Regions from separate parts of the Mus musculus genome. Here all the other regions are linked to region 1. Evidence: chromatin contacts called from public ChIA-PET, Hi-C, HiChIP or PLAC-seq and promoter capture Hi-C data. All regions are on one chromosome and are shown on one strand. Each heading gives the region's core, a stretch centred on a gene start, on an enhancer-like site or on the middle of the called end of the contact. The rest is flanking DNA. Distances are from core to core; before and after follow the strand shown.

Evidence for each region. Promoter capture Hi-C pulls out the DNA fragments that hold promoters and counts their contacts. Hi-C and Micro-C count contacts between places; a contact is called where the count stands out from the background. ChIA-PET counts read pairs in DNA pulled down with a chosen protein or histone mark. HiChIP or PLAC-seq counts read pairs in DNA pulled down with a chosen protein or histone mark.
Region 2: a contact with region 1 is called in a Hi-C map of CD8 T cells, with 7 times the contacts expected there. The contact joins the promoter of Eif3m here to the promoter of Hipk3 in region 1. A contact is called at or near these places in 2 of 39 promoter capture datasets (liver and pre-B cells), 1 of 484 Hi-C or Micro-C datasets (CD8 T cells), 1 of 115 datasets of contacts at active chromatin or transcription factors (memory CD8 T cells) and 1 of 9 other capture datasets (adipose tissue).
Region 3: an H3K27ac HiChIP or PLAC-seq map of heart atrium shows a contact between it and region 1, with 3 times the contacts expected there. The contact joins the promoter of Lincred1 here to the promoter of Hipk3 in region 1. A contact is called at or near these places in 4 of 39 promoter capture datasets (the C10 cell line, hippocampal neurons and liver) and 1 of 115 datasets of contacts at active chromatin or transcription factors (heart atrium).
Region 4: a promoter capture Hi-C map of hematopoietic stem and progenitor cells shows a contact between it and region 1, with 2.9 times the contacts expected there. The contact joins the enhancer-like site here to the promoter of Hipk3 in region 1. A contact is called at or near these places in 6 of 39 promoter capture datasets (hematopoietic stem and progenitor cells, hippocampal neurons, liver and 2 more).
Region 5: an RNA polymerase II ChIA-PET map of memory CD8 T cells shows a contact between it and region 1, with 6 read pairs. The contact joins the promoter of Lmo2 here to the promoter of Hipk3 in region 1. A contact is called at or near these places in 4 of 39 promoter capture datasets (the HPC-7 cell line, fetal liver, hippocampal neurons and 1 more) and 1 of 115 datasets of contacts at active chromatin or transcription factors (memory CD8 T cells).
Region 6: a Hi-C map of CD8 T cells shows a contact between it and region 1, with 8 times the contacts expected there. The contact joins the promoter of Abtb2 here to the promoter of Hipk3 in region 1. A contact is called at or near these places in 6 of 39 promoter capture datasets (hippocampal neurons, liver, neutrophils and 2 more), 2 of 484 Hi-C or Micro-C datasets (CD8 T cells and embryonic stem cells), 1 of 115 datasets of contacts at active chromatin or transcription factors (astrocytes) and 1 of 9 other capture datasets (adipose tissue).
Region 7: a promoter capture Hi-C map of hippocampal neurons shows a contact between it and region 1, with 5 times the contacts expected there. The contact joins the promoter of Nat10 here to the promoter of Hipk3 in region 1. A contact is called at or near these places in 5 of 39 promoter capture datasets (the C10 cell line, hippocampal neurons, liver and 2 more), 2 of 484 Hi-C or Micro-C datasets (B cells and CD4 T cells), 1 of 115 datasets of contacts at active chromatin or transcription factors (memory CD8 T cells) and 1 of 9 other capture datasets (adipose tissue).

The regions. Positions count from the first base shown.
Region 1 is chr2:104,493,119-104,495,818 of GRCm38.p6, reverse strand. It overlaps Hipk3 (homeodomain interacting protein kinase 3), which reads left to right and starts at 1,330. Exons shown (of 16, transcript NM_010434.2): 1 at 1,330-1,871.
Region 2 is chr2:105,015,611-105,018,310 of GRCm38.p6, reverse strand. Eif3m (eukaryotic translation initiation factor 3, subunit M) reads left to right here and starts at 1,284. Exons shown (of 11, transcript NM_145380.2): 1 at 1,284-1,365. The coding sequence starts at 1,324. Gm38521 (predicted gene, 38521) reads right to left here and starts at 1,190. Exons shown (of 2, transcript NR_165821.1): 1 at 1,108-1,190; 2 at 1-641.
Region 3 is chr2:103,899,696-103,902,395 of GRCm38.p6, reverse strand. Lincred1 (long intergenic non-protein coding RNA of erythroid differentiation 1) reads right to left here and starts at 1,445. Exons shown (of 7, transcript NR_131913.1): 1 at 1,218-1,445.
Region 4 is chr2:103,582,093-103,584,792 of GRCm38.p6, reverse strand. The region is part of intron 1 of Abtb2 (ankyrin repeat and BTB (POZ) domain containing 2); the gene reads right to left. It overlaps 8030431J09Rik (a long non-coding RNA gene), which reads right to left. Exons shown (of 2, transcript XR_866592.2): 1 at 1-2,700. Among named protein-coding and RNA genes, the nearest start is that of 8030431J09Rik, 11 kb to the right of the region's middle. Within about 2 kb of position 1,307, at least 79 of the 459 cell types and tissues checked have an H3K27ac peak or open chromatin away from gene starts, as enhancers often do. A contact at or near this core is called in hematopoietic stem and progenitor cells and liver, where this site is marked.
Region 5 is chr2:103,968,879-103,971,578 of GRCm38.p6, reverse strand. Lmo2 (LIM domain only 2) reads right to left here and starts at 1,292. Exons shown (of 3, transcript NM_008505.4): 1 at 867-1,292. The coding sequence starts at 1,117. All of the region lies in intron 1 of Gm38515 (a long non-coding RNA gene), which reads left to right.
Region 6 is chr2:103,564,877-103,567,576 of GRCm38.p6, reverse strand. Abtb2 (ankyrin repeat and BTB (POZ) domain containing 2) reads right to left here and starts at 1,267. Exons shown (of 17, transcript NM_178890.3): 1 at 1-1,267. The coding sequence starts at 850.
Region 7 is chr2:103,759,882-103,762,581 of GRCm38.p6, reverse strand. Nat10 (N-acetyltransferase 10) reads left to right here and starts at 1,312. Exons shown (of 29, transcript NM_153126.3): 1 at 1,312-1,533.

The DNA of each region.
Region 1 (2,700 bases), core at 81-2,580:
TTGCCCTCCTTTTGGATGTAGAGGGTAATCTCGAGCCTCTTCCGGTTCTGTCCATCTACCCGGCGCTGGCAATAGAGACTTGCATCACTGTGGCCATCTCATGCATACACCTTTTCTAAAAATCAGTCATTAGCTTTTCTACTTTAGTCTTCACTGTACTCCTATCTTGAAGAAAACACTGGTCACTGGAAAAAGGATTATCAGTGGCCTCGAGGGGATACCCTTTCCCCCTTTAAAGACATTCTACACAGTCCTAGTTTGAAAGGCAATAGGTAAAGGACTAGTATCTACCCAGCGAGTTGACCCTCCCTTTAGCCCCAGCTGCTGCAATGGAGAATATGTGTGGAGAAATAACATCGGCAAGCTCAGTCCTTCTAGTAAAGGAAGAAAGCAAAGGACATCTCCATTATAGAGACAGAGGTGCTTGCGTTGCGGAAACGTTAAATATTAGTTTAGAACCCAGACGAAACAGGTGGCAAAATAGGTTTACTGAATGATGGGTTGCTTCGAAGATAGATGCTTTCTGGAGAGATAGATGGAGGGGAGAGGGGTGGAGACTAAAGCTTTGCTCTTTAACCTTGCTCACGTCATCGAAACTTGTCTAAACCCTTGTCTTAGCATAAGAGTTTGGACTATGCATCAGTAAGATTCTTTCATCTCAAATTCCATGGTTCTATGGTTACGTGGGTGGAAATGGACCATTCTGTCGATTTCCTAGTTTCCAGGAGCGAAGAAACTAGCTTGGGTGTGGAACTAACTCGATGGAGAATTATCAACGTAGAGGTGGGCAGCTTCTCAACCACTGTGGTGGTGCACTTGGAAAACTTCCAAGAGAGTCCGTCCCTCATTCTTTGACGTGGTGTGACAAGTCTCCTGCTGTTTTGGAATGGGGGAGCGAGAAGGACCTATTTTAGGCTTAGATTATTCATTCTCTTTCTGCGTTTTTAGACTCCTAAGATGCCAAGAAACAGATTCTAAAGGGGTGGGAAGAGAATTAGGATGGGGTAACCTGGAAAGGCCTGTGGAATCCTGCTTCCGCATCTGAACCCCTTTGGGTATTAGGATTGTCCCTTAAATGTGTATTTTTGGGCCCGGAGTCAGGTTCAGAACTGCAGAGGAGGGCTGACGGAAGCCGTTCCTCTTGGAGGGGATGGCGTGAGAGCTCAGGGTTGGATCCGCGCGGGCCGCCTGGCGGGCTGCGAGCGTCAAGGGCGCGGCTGCAGGCGGACCCTGGGGAGGGGCTTCGCGGAGGCGCCGCGGCCCTACCCGAGCGGGGCCGCCCGGGCTCGGCGCTCAGAGCGGCCGAGCGGGCGGTGGCGCTGCGGAGGCGGCGGCCGAGGCCGGCGGGCGCGCGGAGGAGGGGCCCGATATCGGGGCGGCCTGCCGCAGCTGCCCGGGTGACGACTGCCGGCAGCGCGGCGCCCCGAGGAGTCCGAGCCGCAGGCCCCGGGCGACGCGGCCTCGCAAGCAGCCCTCGTCCTCGTCTCAACTCCGGGGAAATGGGCCCTCAGCACCGCGGGCCCTGCATCCCTTGTTGCCCGTAGGCCCCGGTGGCCCGCCGGCTTGTCACTGCCCCTCTCCCCAGTCGAGCGGTCCCCACCCCAGGTCCCCGGGAAGGAAGATGAGGGAGACGGGCCCGGCGATCGGCAGCCAGAGAAGCAGCAGCAGCGGTCGGGGGAGGGTGTTTCGCCGTTTCCTCTCAGCCGCCAGGACAAGATGGCAGCGGCCGCCGAGAGGGGCTGAGCCCCGGCTGGGTGGCGCCGCCTGCTGAAGCGCTTGGCTCCGGGTCCCCGCACGGCCCCCGCGACCCACCCCGGACATGCTCAGGGCTGCGGCCGCCCGAAGCGGGGAGAGCGCGGGCCTCTAGGAAGGTAAGGAAGCCAGGCAAGGGCGGGTAGCTCGGCGCCGTCGCGGGGCCTCGGGGGCCGGGGGAACCCTCGGAGCGACGGCTCTCCGTTCCCGCCCGGTTGTCCAGTGCGGCCGGCCCGGGCGGTTCCCGAAGGCCGGCGCCAAGCCAGGCCCGAGGAGGCCGTACGCGGGGACTGCGCGTGCTTTCCGCGCGCGCTTGGCGCAGCCTCCGGGAAGCCGCCCTGGCCGCGCCGGGCTGTCCGGGCCTTCCCCCAAGCCTAGGTTGCGCAACGGCTCTTCCCAGCAACCGAAGTTTTGTTTGGTCCCACGGGGGCCCCCCGTTTCGGCTCGGCGGCTCTAGGCCGTCACTACGGAGACCTCGTTCCTTTCATTGATGGGAGCGAAGACCAACGTGCACGCACGCCGCCGCCGGAGCGCCCAGCCCCGTGGCTGCGCCGCGGAGGCTTGGTGGCCCTGTCACCGGCGTCGCGGGGCGGCGGGTTTGGAGGGTGTCAACTCTGGAGACGTGCGTGCGTGTGATTGTTGGGGAGGAGAAATGTGATCCGAGGCTTCGCGTCCCCAGCGGCGGCGGGAGGAAGGCGTGGCGGCCGCGCGGCGGGGCTGTTGCCGGCTTCTCTCGTTACGGCGGCGGCGGCCCTCTTCCCTTCGCGCTGTGGGGAGACCAGCGGAAAGGACTCGGGACCAGAATGTCTGTTTTCCTGTCTGGGGGGAGACGGCTGTTGTAAAATGGTATGTGGATCTTGGGGGAAGCCTGTTGTTTCCCAGTCTTATCTGTGCTGGAGGAATTGCGCTGAAGGGTGTGTGCGTAAATTACCTTGGACCTGTTACAGA
Region 2 (2,700 bases), core at 35-2,534, 520 kb before region 1:
AAATCTGCTCCCCTCTTTTCAACCAGTCTCTCTTCCTTTTCTTCCTTGAGAACGTACCCCCCCACACACACTCATTCCACATTGTAACCCAGTACTCCAGGAAGATTGTCTTAGTGTGCTTCCCATTGCTATGATAAAATATTGGCCAAAAACCGACCTGGGGAAAAAGGGTTCATTTCATCTGACAACTCTCAGGTTAACCTCCATCGCTGAGGAAAGTCATGGCAGGAACCCAAGGCAGGAACCTGGAGGTGGGAACTGAAGCAGAGGCTTGCTCGCTGCCTGCTGACTTGCTCCTTGTGGCTAGCTTGGCTTACTTTTCAATGCAACTCAGGGCCACCTACCCAGGGTGGCACCACCCACAGTGGGCTGGGCCCTCCCATGTCAATCATTAAGGAAGAAAATACCTGACAGGCCATTTATTGGGGACATTCTATCAACTGAGGATACCATGTGTATATTCTCTAATAAAGTCTGTTTTTACTTTTTCAGCCCACTTTTTAATTGCATTTCCCCCTTATTGTTGCATTTACAATGTTCTTGATCTTCATGGCTCCAAGTTCTGCATCCAGGTTCAATCAACTGCAGACTATAATATTCTGGAGAAATATCTGTGCTGAATACGCAGACCTTGTCATTCCCTAGAAAACAGAGGACATAGAATTTACATTGGATTAGCTATTTTAAGTGCCCTGGAGATGACTTAAAGTACACAGGAGGTTATATAGACACGAACTAAGCCATTTTTATGTAAGCGTCTTGAGCCCCATAGATTCTGGAATCCTTAGAGGAGGGATCCTGGAGTCAATCCCTAACATACACTGAGGCACTGTGTATTCTGGATAAGTCCTTATTAATTAAGTGGGAGCATTCTTTGAAAACTAGTCACCCTTACTTAGCAAGGAGCATGGCCTAGCAACTGGACCAGCAAACTGGGAAGCATAACACAGGGGAAAAAAAAAATAGTTCCAAGGCTTTAGGGACAGGGGGCACCTGGAAAGCTCTCAGAGGCAGCAAGAGCTCTCTAGGCTCCCGAAGCTTTGGCCCAGGTAGGGTTCCGTGACCCGCAGGCAGCAGGCGGGCAGAGGACACTTTAGCCCAACCCACCTAAGTTTCCGGGGAGAGGGGAAGATTTCAGGTAGGAGCCTGCGAGGAGCTGAAGCAGAGGCCCGCGGGGAGGAAGTAGTACTGTGGGCCCCGCCCACGAGGCCCGCCCTCTGTGGCTGACCCGGAAGCGGTTGTGCGTAACCCTGTACGGCACCGCTCTCTTTTCCGGTCGGCGTGTTTCTGGATCGGAGCGTCTTCCGCAGCCCGGCCTTCACCATGAGCGTCCCGGCCTTCATCGATATCAGCGAGGAAGACCAGGTGCACGATGCTGGGCCCTCGGGGCAACGGGTGCGGGGGATTCCCGGGACGGAGCCCGTGAGGGGGAGCGCGCTCTCCTGACCTGGGTCTCGGCGCGTGCGCGGCCGAGGGTCCGGATGCGGGCCCGGTGGGCGCCAGGGCTCGTCCGCAGTCGTCGATGACGACCCAGAACTTTTCGGGGACAGGGACCAGCGTCTGCTAAGTTCGCGTGTGGCCCGCAGGAGCAACTTTGAGCGTGTGAATGCGGGCCTTCCGCGGCCACAGGCGACGGTGGCATGCATTTTACTAGTTGGCTCGCGTTTTCTGTTCCCAGGCGGCTGGGAGGCAGGAGCATCTGGCGGGCCATCCTGGACACTTTGAAGTTCACTAATTGGGGTTTACACCTGGGTGTACAGGACAGATGGCTTCTCCTTTTTCTGTAACAGGAGGTTAATTGTTGGGATGACAGTCTTTTAATTTTCTACAACCCAAACTGTTCTTCGTGAGCATGCATACGCTTTTATAATACCCACTGACAGAAACTTGGGGTTCCATATGTTACACAGGAGAAGAAAGGAAGTTATGCACACATAGAAAGATGCCGCATTAAGAGTATTTGACAGCAGAGGAAGCTAGAGTTCCCAGGCATTGACTAGTATTTACCAAAAAGGTACTTCAGGCCAGGGGCTGAATAGAGCCTTGGCATTGGCCATATTGTAGAGTGTCTTGTTGTCAGCAAGAATGATATAAAAACATTAAACTTAACTAATTCTTAGAAAAAGATTTGTAAAGCAGGAAGTGAACAAATGCTTTCTTTACATCTTGGTTAGATTATATATTTGTGTCATAAAGAAAAAGAATGATTTCTGCTGTTATTTTGCTTTTTCTAATATGACACTTGAGTTTTCAAAATATCTTTTTTATAATACCATGCCATCTTCTGTATAAAATTACTATGCTATTGTTTGGAAAAATAATTCCATCAGACCTAAGGGTTTGTTAGGTTTCTGAGGTCACCAAACACATTTGTGGGATTAAAAATGTTGGTTATTTTCCCCAAGGCTCTTTTGGCTTTGTCCAGACAATTTGACATCCGTGCTTTTTCTTTCCCCAACCCCCTTCTTGTTTTGATATTTGGGAAGTGTTTCACTATGGCTTGTTAAACCTTGGCTGGCCAGGAACCTGTAGAGATCCCCCTGCCTCTGCCTCAAGTGCTGTGGTCACAGTTATATGTCACCTCACCCTGCCCACCACCTCACCCTGGCACCTGTGCATTTTCTAATGGAACGCTTTATACTGTGATTCTTTAAGTTTTTATTCTGTTAGCTTTAAGTCATCTACATTTCTGTTTCAGTG
Region 3 (2,700 bases), core at 196-2,695, 590 kb after region 1:
CAGAAGAGCTAGTGTCAGTTCCCAGCAAGCACATGGTGACTCACCCCATCAGTAACCCCAGTTCCAGGGCATCCAATACCCTCTTCTGACTTCTCCTAGTACCAGGCATGTACCAGGCATGCATTTGGTATGCATATATACATGTAGGCAAAGCACTCAGACACATAAAATAAAATAGATCTTTTAAAAGCATATTTTAAAGGAAGAGTCCTTTGTCTCTTTGAATTTGTGTTTTTCTGAACTGTTAAATGAGGAATCACTAGATGGTTTCAGTTAGCCGAGGTTCTCAGAAAAGCACAGGCCAAGAGCAGACTGAACAAGCCAAGCTGCATTGAAGAAAAAAATACACAGGAAGCTAAGAAAGCGTCAGAATGTGATTGATGTGAGTTAGGCAGAGAGAAGGAAGGGTAGGTGGAAAGAAGTCAAAGAAAGGTCCAGGAAGGACCTCAGAGAGGCCTTGCGCCAGTGTCAGCCATGGGCTCGGCAATGGGATGTGGCTAGGGGTAATGATAATGGGGGTAGATACTGTCTGTTGTATTTCTCCACCACCCAGATGCTCAGGTGCTCAACCTGTTGGCGTATCCCAGGCCTAGATCATCCCAGAGAGTCTAGCTGCATGGCACCCAGCAAGCTGACCTCCTAGCTGGCCCCTTTGTGGCAGCTGCTCTCAGCCACCCCCTCAAGGCAGAGTTGGCAGGATGTTTGTATTCATGTGACACTTAGGGATCAAATGCTTCCTGTCTCTCCTATTTTTGGCCTGCTTTGGTCTTCAGAGGAGGGAAGTCAGGGGCTTTAGTTCCCTGCTGTCATCTTTGTTTGAAGTGAGGCCAAACAACAGAGGTCCCACCCTGATCACATCTTCTTGCCCTTCCTGGAGCACCCCTCCCCCCCCAACCCCCCTGCCAAGCCTGGCAACAGATCAGCCAGTAGCAGCTCCACACATAGGAGGCGATACACCTTGTGGACAGACCTTTTCTCTTAAAATCCTGGACTCCGGCTTCTATCTTACCACTTCCTAATGAGTAAATGACCTTAACTTTCTTATCTATGATGTGAGGGCAAAATTCCTACACCACAGTCGTTGTAGGAAGGCACACGAAGTCTTTAGCAGAGTGTGGCATATGGCACACACTCATCAAATGACCCTATTGGTGATGGTCCTTCCTCTAGACCTCTTCGCACTCTCAAGGTTACTGCCATCAACGTTATCTGAAAACCTGAGGTCTCAGACAGGTCTCCGGTCCTTAGGAAGTGCACAGACTTGAGCAGAGACACACAGGAAGCCATTATTGGCAGTAGTTGCTTGAAGCTGGGGGGCTGGCTGGAGAAATCTATCACACTGGGGTCTGTCTCATCCATTTCTGAGTTCCACCGGACCTCTTCCTCAGGTGTGCAGTTCTGGTCTCCTAGGCCCACTGGCACTGGCCAGACCCATTGAAGAAACTGAAGAAAGAATGCTACTTGTAGGATGACAGACAAGACAGAAGGCAGGCAGAGTTGGACCACCAAGTTCAGGTCATAAAGGCCTTGGCAGACCATATTAGGGTACCCTCGATGTGCTTCAAGTAGGAGACTAACATGATTAAATCCTCCTGGTAGATTTGGCTTAGTTTGCCAGGGTTAACCTCCTGCAATGATCCCTCGGTTGGAAAACTGAAGGGAAAGTTCTGGAACTGCCCCTCTTACAACTGTGGCCTGCTCAAACTTTCCCTGACCTGTCCAGGCTGAACAAAGGCTCCCGAGGCCAGCTGGAGAGGAGCCTTGTTGATTAGTCACAGTTCCCTCTCCAAGAGGATGGGCCCTGATGTGTTTTCTCTTGATAGCATTGGCTCCTTTCAAGCAATAGGACTTCCTGTCTGATCAGAGTGCGATTTTGGCACCTCCGTGGAGAAAATGCCTTAAACAATCCTGTTTTAGCCTCTGATAGCACATGTGTTTGCTTACCCATCAGCCACTGGTACTGGGTTAAAGAAGGGGTGAGATCTGAGGATGCTGCTATCCGAATGGAATCTCCAAATCTCTTCTGAAAGACAACAGAGGCTAAATGAAAAATTCCCCCAGGGACTCTAGGACCCCTCCCCTAGCCCTCAGTGGCTCCTGAGCTCCTGAGCTTCAGATCTCTAACCCTCAAATCCCATATCAGGGTCCTGTGGAGAACACTGAAAGGTTCGGACTCACGTGGAAAGTCTGAGCTGCCTCAGGTCAAACTCAGTGCTCATCCGTCAGCCTGTAGGAAGAGGTACTCAGGATGCAGCAGAGTAAACGCTCCCTTTTACCCCACCCTGGGAAACCTGAACATGGAAAATCCACATCCAAACAAGTGTTTCTACCCGACACCATCAGCCATCAAAACTGTGACCTTCTGCTAGCTGCTGGACTATCCCACACTCCTTTGTGCCTGCTATGTTAAGGCTGAGAAAAGAATAAGATGATCATGTTAGCCAGCACGTGGCTTTTGCAATGCCAGACACTCTTTCAAGCACCGTGCCAACGCTAACTCATGGCATTCTCCCAACAACACAGGTCCTGCTATTATTTCTACTTCTTGTCACATGTCACACAATCAGTACACGGCACGGTCAGACTCCAAATCCAGACAGTCCAGGCTACAGACTCTGTGCTTATAACAACCATGGTATGACCCCTAAAAAACATGCTTTCTCCTCTCTGAAGCCTTCCCCTGTGCCAAACCCTGGTGCC
Region 4 (2,700 bases), core at 58-2,557, 910 kb after region 1:
CAGATGTCTTTACAGGCTGAGCTGTCTCAGCCGCCCTGTGTACTGACTTTGATTCAAGCCTTCAGGATAGAAAGTAGAGCTTGAAGTCTGGTGGAAATAAAACTCAAATGGTTCTTTCACCTGCTTATGAGTGAGTGACCTTGGACTACCCACTTTAACTGTACCTAGCCCTCATATTTTCATCTATGAAACACGATTAGTAACAGGCTCTTTAGCTCATAGTCTACAATGAGGATTCCACGAGACAATCAACAAAAATCATTGGAATCTTTCTCATCTCCCAGAAGGCACTGGACAGATATGACCATCCACTCATTGGGTGTGGCTGAGTGAACCCCACAAGACTGCTGACTTCTATTCTTTTTTCCAAAGCACTCCAAGCTCCTCCTTGAGTAGGTCTGATCATAGCCTCCATTCATTACTCAGGAGAGAAGAAGACACAGGCTAGCCTCAGATACTACCTCTAATCAGTCTCTCTCAGCCTAGACTTTGCCAGACTGATATACACTTAGAGGTTCCTGGCACAGAACCCCACTGATAACCAGTAAAGCCAGACAGTCTTCCATTTGCCTACTCATCACAACCACCTGAGGAACACTGAAGAATACTGTCTAAACTTAAAATGCATGAAATTAGAAGGGGGGATATAGGAGGTACCAATGGGACAGGGAAGGAAACAAGAGATGGTAAGGGGGTGAACATGGTTATATATGGCAAGTACCCTACAAATATGTGAAAATGCCATGGTGAAACACAGTGCTTTGTAGAAATACTACACACAGAAAATGTGAACAGAAAATACAGTCACTACCAGGCATTAAAAAGAGTTAGTCTTGAAGGTAAAAATTGTCACCCAGATAACTCAGACCCAATTTTGGAGGTTTAAAATAAATATAGCCAGTTAAGTACCATTTTTAAGTGCCCCAAGAATGTTCCAGCAATCAGCCAGTCATATGGATGGTCAAGTTAGAGGTCTCTTGTATTTTTGGAAAGAGGAAGATACGTATGGGCTCAAATCAACACATACACATATTCTCTCCCTCTCTCTCCCTCTCCCTCCCTCTCTCTCCCTCTCCCTCTCCCTCTCTCTCCCCCTCCCCCCCCCCTCTCTCTCTCTCTCTCTCTCTCTCCCCCCTATGAAGAATAGAGACTGTGCTGACAGTGGACCTCAACACAGGTCACAGCCAAAACAACTGGCAAGAAGAATCAGCGTTGTCCTTTAACCAACCAGGAGTGATTTGTAGGGCTCCAGGGAAGCCACATAGGACAACAGCTTGTCAGCATTGGTCATGTTTCACAAACGGTGACAACAGAGTGATGCAATATCCTGGCTTTGTGTCCTTCCTTTTCTTAGAAGTTCTCTTTGTGAATGGTTCCTCCCTCTAGTGCCAGGCATAGAAAGAGAGGAGAGGCAGAGTGGCAGCTGGATTCCTCCAATTTAGATATATGCCTTGTAATAAGTTTGATTAAGACGCCTGTATAGCCTGCACATAGTTCCAAGTTATTTGGAGTTCACCCCAAGTGTCAGATTTGGCACATCTAACTGTGGACAAATGAGTGGCAACTGCATAAACACATGGCTGTTCCACACCACAAATGAATCCTATAGAAAGAAGCCAGCTCTGATTACACTGCACGGCTGGGCAGTGCTGCTCACACAGCCTAACACAGCAGGAGGAAAGCAGGCTGGTGGTCACCTGTGAGCGTCTGGAATGACAACTCTCTGCCATCCAGGGAGAGAAGGGCGAAGAGGAAAAAGAGCACATGGGAGCTCATGTTATGCACATGTAATTTACATATGGCTTTGCGTGCTAGCTCCCCTCCAGATCATGTCTGTGATTTAAACACTAGATCAGCAAATAGAAAGTACAAACAGTCCATGGCAGAGTAATAATCCCCAATGTCATTTCTGGGGAGCACAAAGGAGGAAGGTGGGGACTGCAGCTCACTGCTGCTAGTACTGTGCCAGTTCCATCAGAGGACGTGAGACTGGACTAGGAGACTTTATTGTGTCCCATCTCACTGAGTCCTTAAAAGCACTCCACCAGGTAGCTTCTCTGGATTATTCCCTTTTTACAGATGGGAGAACTGAAGTACAGAAAGGTTAAATCATCAGCTATGTTATCTAGGTAAGAGTGAATGGTCATGGGTGGAACCCAGGCCCCAAGTGTGAACAGATACTTTGCTCTCTCTACAGCTCAAGAGAAACCTCTCTTGATTCCAAAGATGTTCCTTCCAAATTTCCCCTCTGCCAAGAGCCCAACAAGAGCTCTTTTTGTCTCACTTCTCACAGCTCAGAAGATGCACAGGGCATGGGAGACACTCAAAACCTTCAACTCTGGGATAGTTTCAAGAGTTTCTGATGATTACCCGCTGTCTTGGTGGTAGCTTCCCAGGTAGTGCTGACAGGCTGGCTTTGGGCAAGAGGCCCTCAAAAAGAACACACCCAGAGCATGAAAGGAACAGACAGTTCCACAGAGAAAGTGAACTCTGCATTGTCTGATGTGACCGGGAAGTCATTCAATAAACCAGAGAGGATAGCCCAGAATCTGAAAGAAGCAGAGCCTAAATCTGAGGACACACGTCCTGGTGAAGGGAGCAGCAATAGTATCAACTCCATTTATTTAGAGTGTTTAAGGGTTACTTGCAAACGACTACCTTTGACTGAATAAAGTGCCTTCACGGATACCCTGGCCTCCA
Region 5 (2,700 bases), core at 43-2,542, 520 kb after region 1:
GGCATTTGTGTGGACGTGGAAAAAAAAAAACCGATACCTTCGTTCCTGGCTCCCCTTGTTAAGGCTAGAGAATGGGCTAGGAGGGTACAGGCTGTGGAATGGGGAAGGGAGGGGGGGCTGTTCTTTGCAAACCAGCGCAAAGCTCAGAGCACTAGACAGTACATGCTCATTAAAGCTCTGGTTCGCTGACACACACACACACAGCCCTTCTGAGAGTTCGATGAGATTCTGCTCCCTAGAAAAACATACTAGACAGAAAAAAAAATGTGCACTAACTTTCGAGGTTCACATGCCCGCACTAGGAAACTCAGGGGAGGGGCGAACATGTACCGGGAGGAACGACAGATTAGCAATTCTAGAAGTCTCTGGAGGCCAGAACCAGTTCCCAGGTGGACAAGCGGACCTCATCAACTGTCCGCTCTACTCCGGGCCTGGTAGGAGAGTCGACGTCGGAGACCCCGGGATGTTCTAGTTGGGATGCCCCCCTTTCCAAGGCCAAATGGACAAAAAGGAAGGGAACCTGGAGAGGGTGGGACGAAAAGGGAGAAGGCAGAATCTTGTCCTCCACTCTCCCTGCCCTGCACCTGTGCCTCAGAGCTCCGGGTGCCAGCTCCTGGGCAAACTTTCTGGCCCTGGTAAAGGTTTGGGGAGCTTTCCAGATAGCCCGGAGCGGTCCGCAGGGTCGATCCCAGTTACAGCTTCCGCCGCCCAGTCCCTCTCGGTGTTTCCAGAGTCACCCGCGAGGAAAGAGAACCCCTGGGAGACGGAGGGATCAAGGGCACGCTGCGGGCGCGCACCTGGAGTCAGCCCCTCGCGCCTAGCCTGGGACCCTGTTTGGGGTGCCGGAACAGAAGCGCCACACTTACTCAGACGGGTCCAGGCTCTTCCTTTCGATGGCCGAGGACATTGGGGAGGGGGGCGGCGTGCCGGGCGGCGGGGGCGCTCCCTTTGTGGCGCGTGGCTGGCTAGCTGCCTGGACTCGGACCCCCTCGGGTGCTCGGGCGCCGCCGCTCCTGCGCCTCCTCTTGCTCGGTCGCTCCGCTGGCGAGCTCGCCCCTCCACGCTCAAGGACAGTCACCGCGCTCCCTTCAAACGCCAAAGAGAGAGAGCGAATCATCCAGCTGCCCGGCGCGCGGCGGCCAAGGCAGGGGGCCGGGGAGCAGCCCGGCCTCCCTCCGGTGGCTGCGACAGCTGCCGCTGCTCAGGACTTAACCTTCCATCCCGGTCCCGCTGCCGTCACCACAGCCGCCGCCGCCGCCGCCCGGTCCCGATCGCGCGCAGTAGCCGGCTCCGCCCGGTCGCCCCGAGCCCCTCGCACCTTCGCCGGGGTCGGGGCGCCGGGGGCAGTGAGGGGGCGGCGGCCTGGGGGCGGGGAGCTGACCGCGCGGCTCTCCCCAGGCTCCCTCCTCTCTCGCGAAGGTCTATTTTCGCTCAGCTTCCCTCTGTCTCTGGTTTCATTTCCTTTTTCCTGATCACGATTCAAATACAATAGAAGGAAATCACATTTAAAGAGACAGCTGCCCGCCCCCTCCCCCCTTTTTTTCTTCCTTTTTTTTTTTTTTTTTAAACGGGGCTCCTGGGGATTAGCAATCCAAATAGCGGCGGCGGCGGCGGCGGCGGCGGCAGCGGCAGCAGCAGCAACGGCGACAGCGGCAGCCCTGACTTGGCTTCTTAAAAGGGCCCGCGGCAGAGACCGAGAGTCTCCCCTGAGCCCCTCTCCTGGGGCAAGAATCCCGCTGCCACTAAACTGTCTTTTTCAGAGTTCCCCTTCTTCTGCCTTTCCCTTTGGCCTCAGGCTGAAAGTAACCACTCGCCCGTTCCAGCAGGAAAGAAAAGACAAGAATGTGAAATAAGCACCTGCAGAAATGCAAGCGTTGCTAATGGCTGGCTAGCGCGCGCTCGTCTCGGGTTCGAGGTCCCAAGTCCACAGTCGTGGTGCTCTGCGATGCCCGAGACAGTGCGGCTCTGCTGGCGGCAAGCTAGTAGCTGCGACTGCTCTCCAGAGAGGGGCGCAAGCTGTGTGACCAGGAACCTCACGCGCTAGGTGCGCCTGAGCAGAGCTGGGGGCAGCTAATCCCGCAGGGAGGGTGTCTGGGAGGGACCACGTTGTCCGGGTCTCCTCTCCATCTGCTGGCGGCAGAATTCCCTCCCCTAGCCTCTTTCAAAGAGCGAACTCCAGCGGTGAGGCTGGCCCTCTCTGTAAAGTATCAGCAGCAATACTTGCTTGGACCGGAGGAAGTTCCTTCCCGATAAAAAGACTTTCAGTTATTACTTACTATTATTTTGTCTTATATAAAACAAAGAAAAGGGCAGGTTTCTCCTTCAAGCTTGAAGACAAGTTCTAGAAGGAGAAAGAAATACAGAAGGGAAGAGATGGATTCCAGCTAGCTACTTTTCAGGAGAAAAACCTAGGTCCCCCTGGGCCTTGAGTTCCTTGAAACTGAGTCCAGAAATGATCGTTCAAGGCCCGTTAGCTTATGATGATGACAGTCTTCAGGTTTGTAAAGAGGAAAGTCCCGAGTGCTCTCAGAATCCATTGTTTAGTAAGAACAGCCCGGATCAAAGACATAGGCATTTCAGCCCCAATTTAAAGATTGCTTTAATAACCTAGACCAGCTCACCCCGGAAGATGATAGTCAGAAATGAATTCCCGGATTCCCCGTACTGAGCAAAGTCCTCCCTGATTTCTCCCTAGCAATA
Region 6 (2,700 bases), core at 18-2,517, 930 kb after region 1:
AGGGTTGCAGGACTCCCCAGAGCTCGGCGTCGTTGTTGATGACCATCTCCAAGGCCTCAGCGGATACCTCTCCACCTCCTGCCCCTCCGCCATCTGGGCTCTGGCTCGCCAGCACCCTGGCCCGGATCTCCTCCACCAGGTTCTCCATGCAAGCCGTTAGCGAGATGGCCGCGTACTCATGGATGCGCACGGAGATGCGAGTGTCCACCATCCAACGGAAGAAGCGGCCCACGGAGAAAGTGAGGCCGCAGCGCGCCGACTTGCCGCGGCGCAGCCCATCCCCAGCGCTCATGCTGTAGAGGGACAACGCCTTGACCGCTGCCAGTGCGCAGCTCTCGGCCAGCGCCCAGCTGTGCACCAGGCGCACCGCACTCTGCACCTCGAAGCGGGTGCACTTAGCGTGCAGCACGCTAAGGCGCTGCGCCTCCCGGGCCACGCGGATGAGCGCCCGGCGGAGGAGTCCGGCCAAGCGTCTCACAGCCTCGGCGGAGAACGAGGGCAGCCTCCGGCCGCCGACGCTTTTGCGGAGCACCCGGGCCACGTCTCCCTCGGTCCAAGGGAACTCCTCCAGCTCCGGGAGCCGCGGGCAGCGGGAGAAGAGGTCGGCCACTTCGGGATCCTCGGGCAGCACTGTGTTCACCGTGTCCCAGCTGTTGTGGCGGCTGTTCATGGAGCCGGAGTAGCACCACCAGGCCGCCCCGCGGTGCTGCTGCGCCGAAGAGTTGAGCGCCTGCGAGTTGGACTTGGAAGACGAAAGGCTGAGCGAGCGGCAGGAGTCGCCGGCCCCATACCCGGAGTCCAAGGTCAAGTCCTCCAGAGTCTTCAATGTGGAGCTGTATGTCCCGGCCATGGGGGAGCCTCCGCGCGCGGCCTCGCCGAGCGAGGGGCTCTCACTGTTCCATGCCCACTTGCCCCGGGGGAAGGGGGCGGAAACCAGCTCTAGGCTCTCGGAGGCGCCCTCCGTGCTCGCCGCGCCGCGCCTCGGGGCCGCAGCATCGCCCGCGCACAGGCCGCGGGAAGGTAGGCGAAGCTCTCAGCCGGCCGGAGCCCGACGCCGTCCGCGTTCAGTCGCGCCGCTGTCAGCGAACGGACTTCCCAGCCCTCCTCCTCTGAACTCGCGCCGCCAGCTCTCAGCTTCCCTTACAGAGCGTCCGGAGAGTCCATCACCACAGAAAGAATCCCGAGAAAACGGGGCGGCCACCGAAGAGCGAGGCGCCCGAGGTCCGTCTGGGACCAGCCGCTGAGAAAGCGCTCCACAAACTTCTACGGGGCGCGGGTTACAGACACAGATAGGTCCTCTGGAGCGGCCCGCATGCAAATACACCCGGGCGGTTCACCAATCATCAGCCACGCCGGGCAAGGGCTATGCCAATGGTTTCCGAGAGGGGCGGGAAATATGCAAATCACCGAGAATGGGGTGTAGCGGGTGGGTATGGCTGAGGGGGTTGGGTGGGGAGAACAAGCGAGCGAGCTGGCAAGGAGGTGGGGCGCAGAGACCCAGAAAGCCGGGGGAACCCGAAAACAGGCCCCAGCGCTGAGGATTAAAAGATAAACGAAAAGGAAAAGCCCCTATGTGCTGTCCCTTTCCCGCCTTCTATGCTTTAGACTTAGGCAGGCAGCTCCTTGTAAAGCTGTGAGCACCCAGCCCAGGGCAGTAGGAAAAGAAAACTGGGAGGAGACCCGACTCACCTTTCTTGTCGACTTTCTACCAAGCCCCTCCTCCTTCTCTTTTGAGAAATGAAAAGCTATTTATGTTTGGAGGGCAGGGGAGCACCTCTGCTTCTCTTCTCAGATCTATCTAGTTTTGTTTATATTGACTTTAGGCTCCAATCGAAACAGACTATCTTAAACTGGGACCTGAAAATAGCCCGGCACTCAGAGGCCTGTGATCACACCCCTGTATCCACTGTTACAGTCCACTGTTTTCCAAGGATTATCTAGGAGGTGGGAGTCCAAACCTAAAGAATGAACGGCTTTCCTCCTACCGGTGTACTATCAGGCGGATCCTTTTTGTCCAAGGTGGGAGGGAGTGCCTGCAAGGAACCAGATGAAAAACGAGGACCTGCGCTGAACACCTCGTGCATGCAGGTGTTCCCTTTTAAGGACTTGCTGGCATGATGTGCGGGTCCGCAGGTCTTCTTCCCCCTCGGGACTCGGTGCCTCCTGGGTACAGTGAATTGCTGTCCTTCCAGTAGCGCCCAGGTGCACCCCAAGCGGCTCGCTAGAGAGCTACTGATTGCATAGATCCACGCCCAGCTCTCGGAGGACCAGCTGCTCCTCCATAACTATTCACACGCACGTGCACAAGCGTGCACCAGCCCCCCTCCAGCAGGACTGCAAAATCAAAGCGCGGATTGTGCACAACGTTCGTCCCAAGTCCTCTTCGCCAGCTCCTGAATAGCTCCTTTGTGCTGTACTTTACAGTTCTGACCTTGGGCCGTGAGTTGGATACGAACTAGAAAAGTCTGGTTTGTCTCTTTCCTTAAATTAATGATCCCTTTCCCCATAAAGCGATTTTTTATTTGGCAGTTTTACTTAATTTTTTCCTTTCCTGGGGTACATGAGACGTTGCCTCCTGATGCCATAGAATTGGAAACAGAGTCAAGGACGGAAGTACTGTGCAAGGCATAAGTCATCAAATTAACAGAGTCACATTTTATAGAGGCGAAATTAGAAGTTAAATTAGAGGTTCAACTTGTC
Region 7 (2,700 bases), core at 63-2,562, 730 kb after region 1:
GACAAAGGTGGAGGAAGAGAATTGTCTCCAAAACCCTCTAAACCTGCAGGTGTGCAGTTCCATTCCCATACCCATCTTCTCAAGCACATTTGATATTCTACACTGAGAATATTCTACATCAACTATTTTCAGTCCAACTACTTGATAGGGGCAGTTGGCAGTAAGTTGGAAGCTGTCTTTGTTGTCTTTATATTCTTCAGTAAAATCACATGCTTCCACAGCATAGACAGCTCAGCCATCTAGCACTGGCTACCCTTCCCCTGCCCTACTACTTTATCATTCTAAATCTTGACTATCTTATGGCAGTTGCCCCCGTTTGCATCCTGACCTGGTGGTTTCAGATTTTGCAGTGACTAAGGTAATCATAGCCATCATCTCTGTTCCCAAAATTCCAGTTTTTTGTTTTCATTACAACGGAAATACCATATCTGGGCTACTTAAGCAGAATCGACTAGCCTTATTTGCCCATTTTTGTCCTCTTCCTATATTGGTTCCTTTAAAAAAAAAAAAGTCGAGTACTCACAAGGGTCATTATTTCTAAGTTTTGTGTTTTGCTTGTGTCACCACCACCTTATAGGACTTGTCTGCCCATTATAACAAAGTACTGGTAGTTTTATTTTCTTAAGTGCATTTAGAACCTTAGTATTAAGTCTAGGGCTGTATTGGTGACTTAAAACAATATGGCTAGGCATCATGAAGTCTTTAAAGTCCATTGAAATTTAGATTGATATTGAAGTTGGTGCGTAAATTTGGGGAAGGAATTCGTTTTAGATAACAGAACTTGTGCCCAAAAATATAGGATAAACCGATTTCACGTGGCTCATGCTAAAAGGAAAGCAGACATACTTACGGGTATCCTTGTGGATGTGGTTGGATGAGCTTTGAGACCCAATGTTGGGCTTTTAGTACACTTGGCATGAGTAAGAAAAGCCTGCAGAGTACCGCGGCCACGATCGTTGGTACAAAGTCTACAGACATTCTCAGACTGCTGCCGGATGGAGGTTCAAGTAAGATGAATTAAACAATTACTGGGCTAGTTTCATATAAAAGTAGGGAGGTCGATAAAACAACACCTACGCTAGCAACAGCTATTGCCTTGTACAACCCTGCTATAGAGGTTTTTTTCAACATAGCAACAGTGGACGAGTTCCTGTACCAGTGGCAACGGCAAATGCGAGACACCCGGATATCTAAACGATTACTTCCGCCTGTCATAGCCAGGTTACCCGCAGCAAATGGCGAAATGGCGGCCGGGAGTTAGTGCGCAAGCGTAGCGGAGATCCGCGGCGTGTTCTTACGTCATCACTAAGCGTCGAAGCCATGGAAGGTCCCATAGCTGTAGTGGTCCCCTCCCTTCTGAGCACTTGCCCACGTGCTGTCTGCCACTTAAGCGGATTCACGTGCAGCGGCGGCCCCGGCGTAGCTCAGCTGTGTAGAATTTTCTCCAGCAGATTGGTCAGCCTGGGTAGCAACTCGGTGTCTTCACGTGCTTCCGTTGTGCAGCTGCCTGGTGTCGGCCGGAGCAGGGCGCAGGTACTCTTTGCAAGGGACTGGGTCGGATGTTGAGATGTGCGTTTGGGTCTTTCACTGGCCGGTAGGGCTGGCTCGAGTACGGAAGCTTCTGTACCGGCTGGTGCCTGTATCTTCGGACTCTTCGCCTGGACTGCCCTACAGACAGACGTTCCTGGTCCGGGATACTCTGACATGCGGGGCTGGCTTCTCGAGCGCTTTCCGGGAGTGTGGCTCCTTCCCACACTCGGGCTTCTTCTCTCTCTTTGAGAGAATGGGTTGGTGTCAAAACTATTTTCTGAGAAACTCGGCTCCTCGTAGCAGTGGTAGGCTTTGAACTAACGCGGTTTAGTCCCAGATATTCTGCTCTTAAATACTGCAGTATGCCAGTTTATTTGCACTATTTAGCTGTCTCAGTCAGGACATTTGACAGTGCACCTCGTGATGCTTAGTACCCGGTGCTGTGTGTACAAGAATGGATACAGCCGAATGAAAATGACTTGTCGATCAGGTTGTGGTGGCGTATACCGTTAATTCCAGCGCTTGGAAGGTGGAGCCTGGAGTATTTTTTGGAGCTCGAGGCCAGTCTGGTCTGCATAGTGAGACTGTTTGAAAAAACAAAACAAAGCAAACAACAACAACAACAAAACCCAATACGATTCATCTTATTTTCTCTTTCCAATAATGCTTTCCTTATGTATTAAACGTTTCTTGGAACCAGTAATTTTAGATCGTTATCAGATCCCTCACTCTGGCCATTAATTTTACATTAGTTTTGTGTGTAGTTGTATTTCATCTACTTTTAAAAGTACTTTTTAGAATTAAAGCTTGTACTCAGGGGCCTTACCTGTTAATTCTAAGACTCTCCTATTATAACAAAAAATAAGACTCCCCCCCCCCCCCCCCCCCAAGACAGGGTTTCTCTGTATAGCCCTGGCTGTCCTGGAACTCACTCTGTAGACCAGTCTGGCCTCTAACTCAGAAATCCGCCTGCTTCTGCCTCCCAAGTGCTGGGATTAAAGGCGTGGGCCACCACTGCCTGACAAGATAAGACTTTTAACAATTAAGCTGGACTCGTTAACATTAGGTACCCATTCATTTTTTGTAGGTGTTTATGTGGCTGGCAACATAAAGCTTACAAACTGAGTTGCTTTGGACTTGGGTAGATCCCAGTGTAAAGTCTATTTGTTA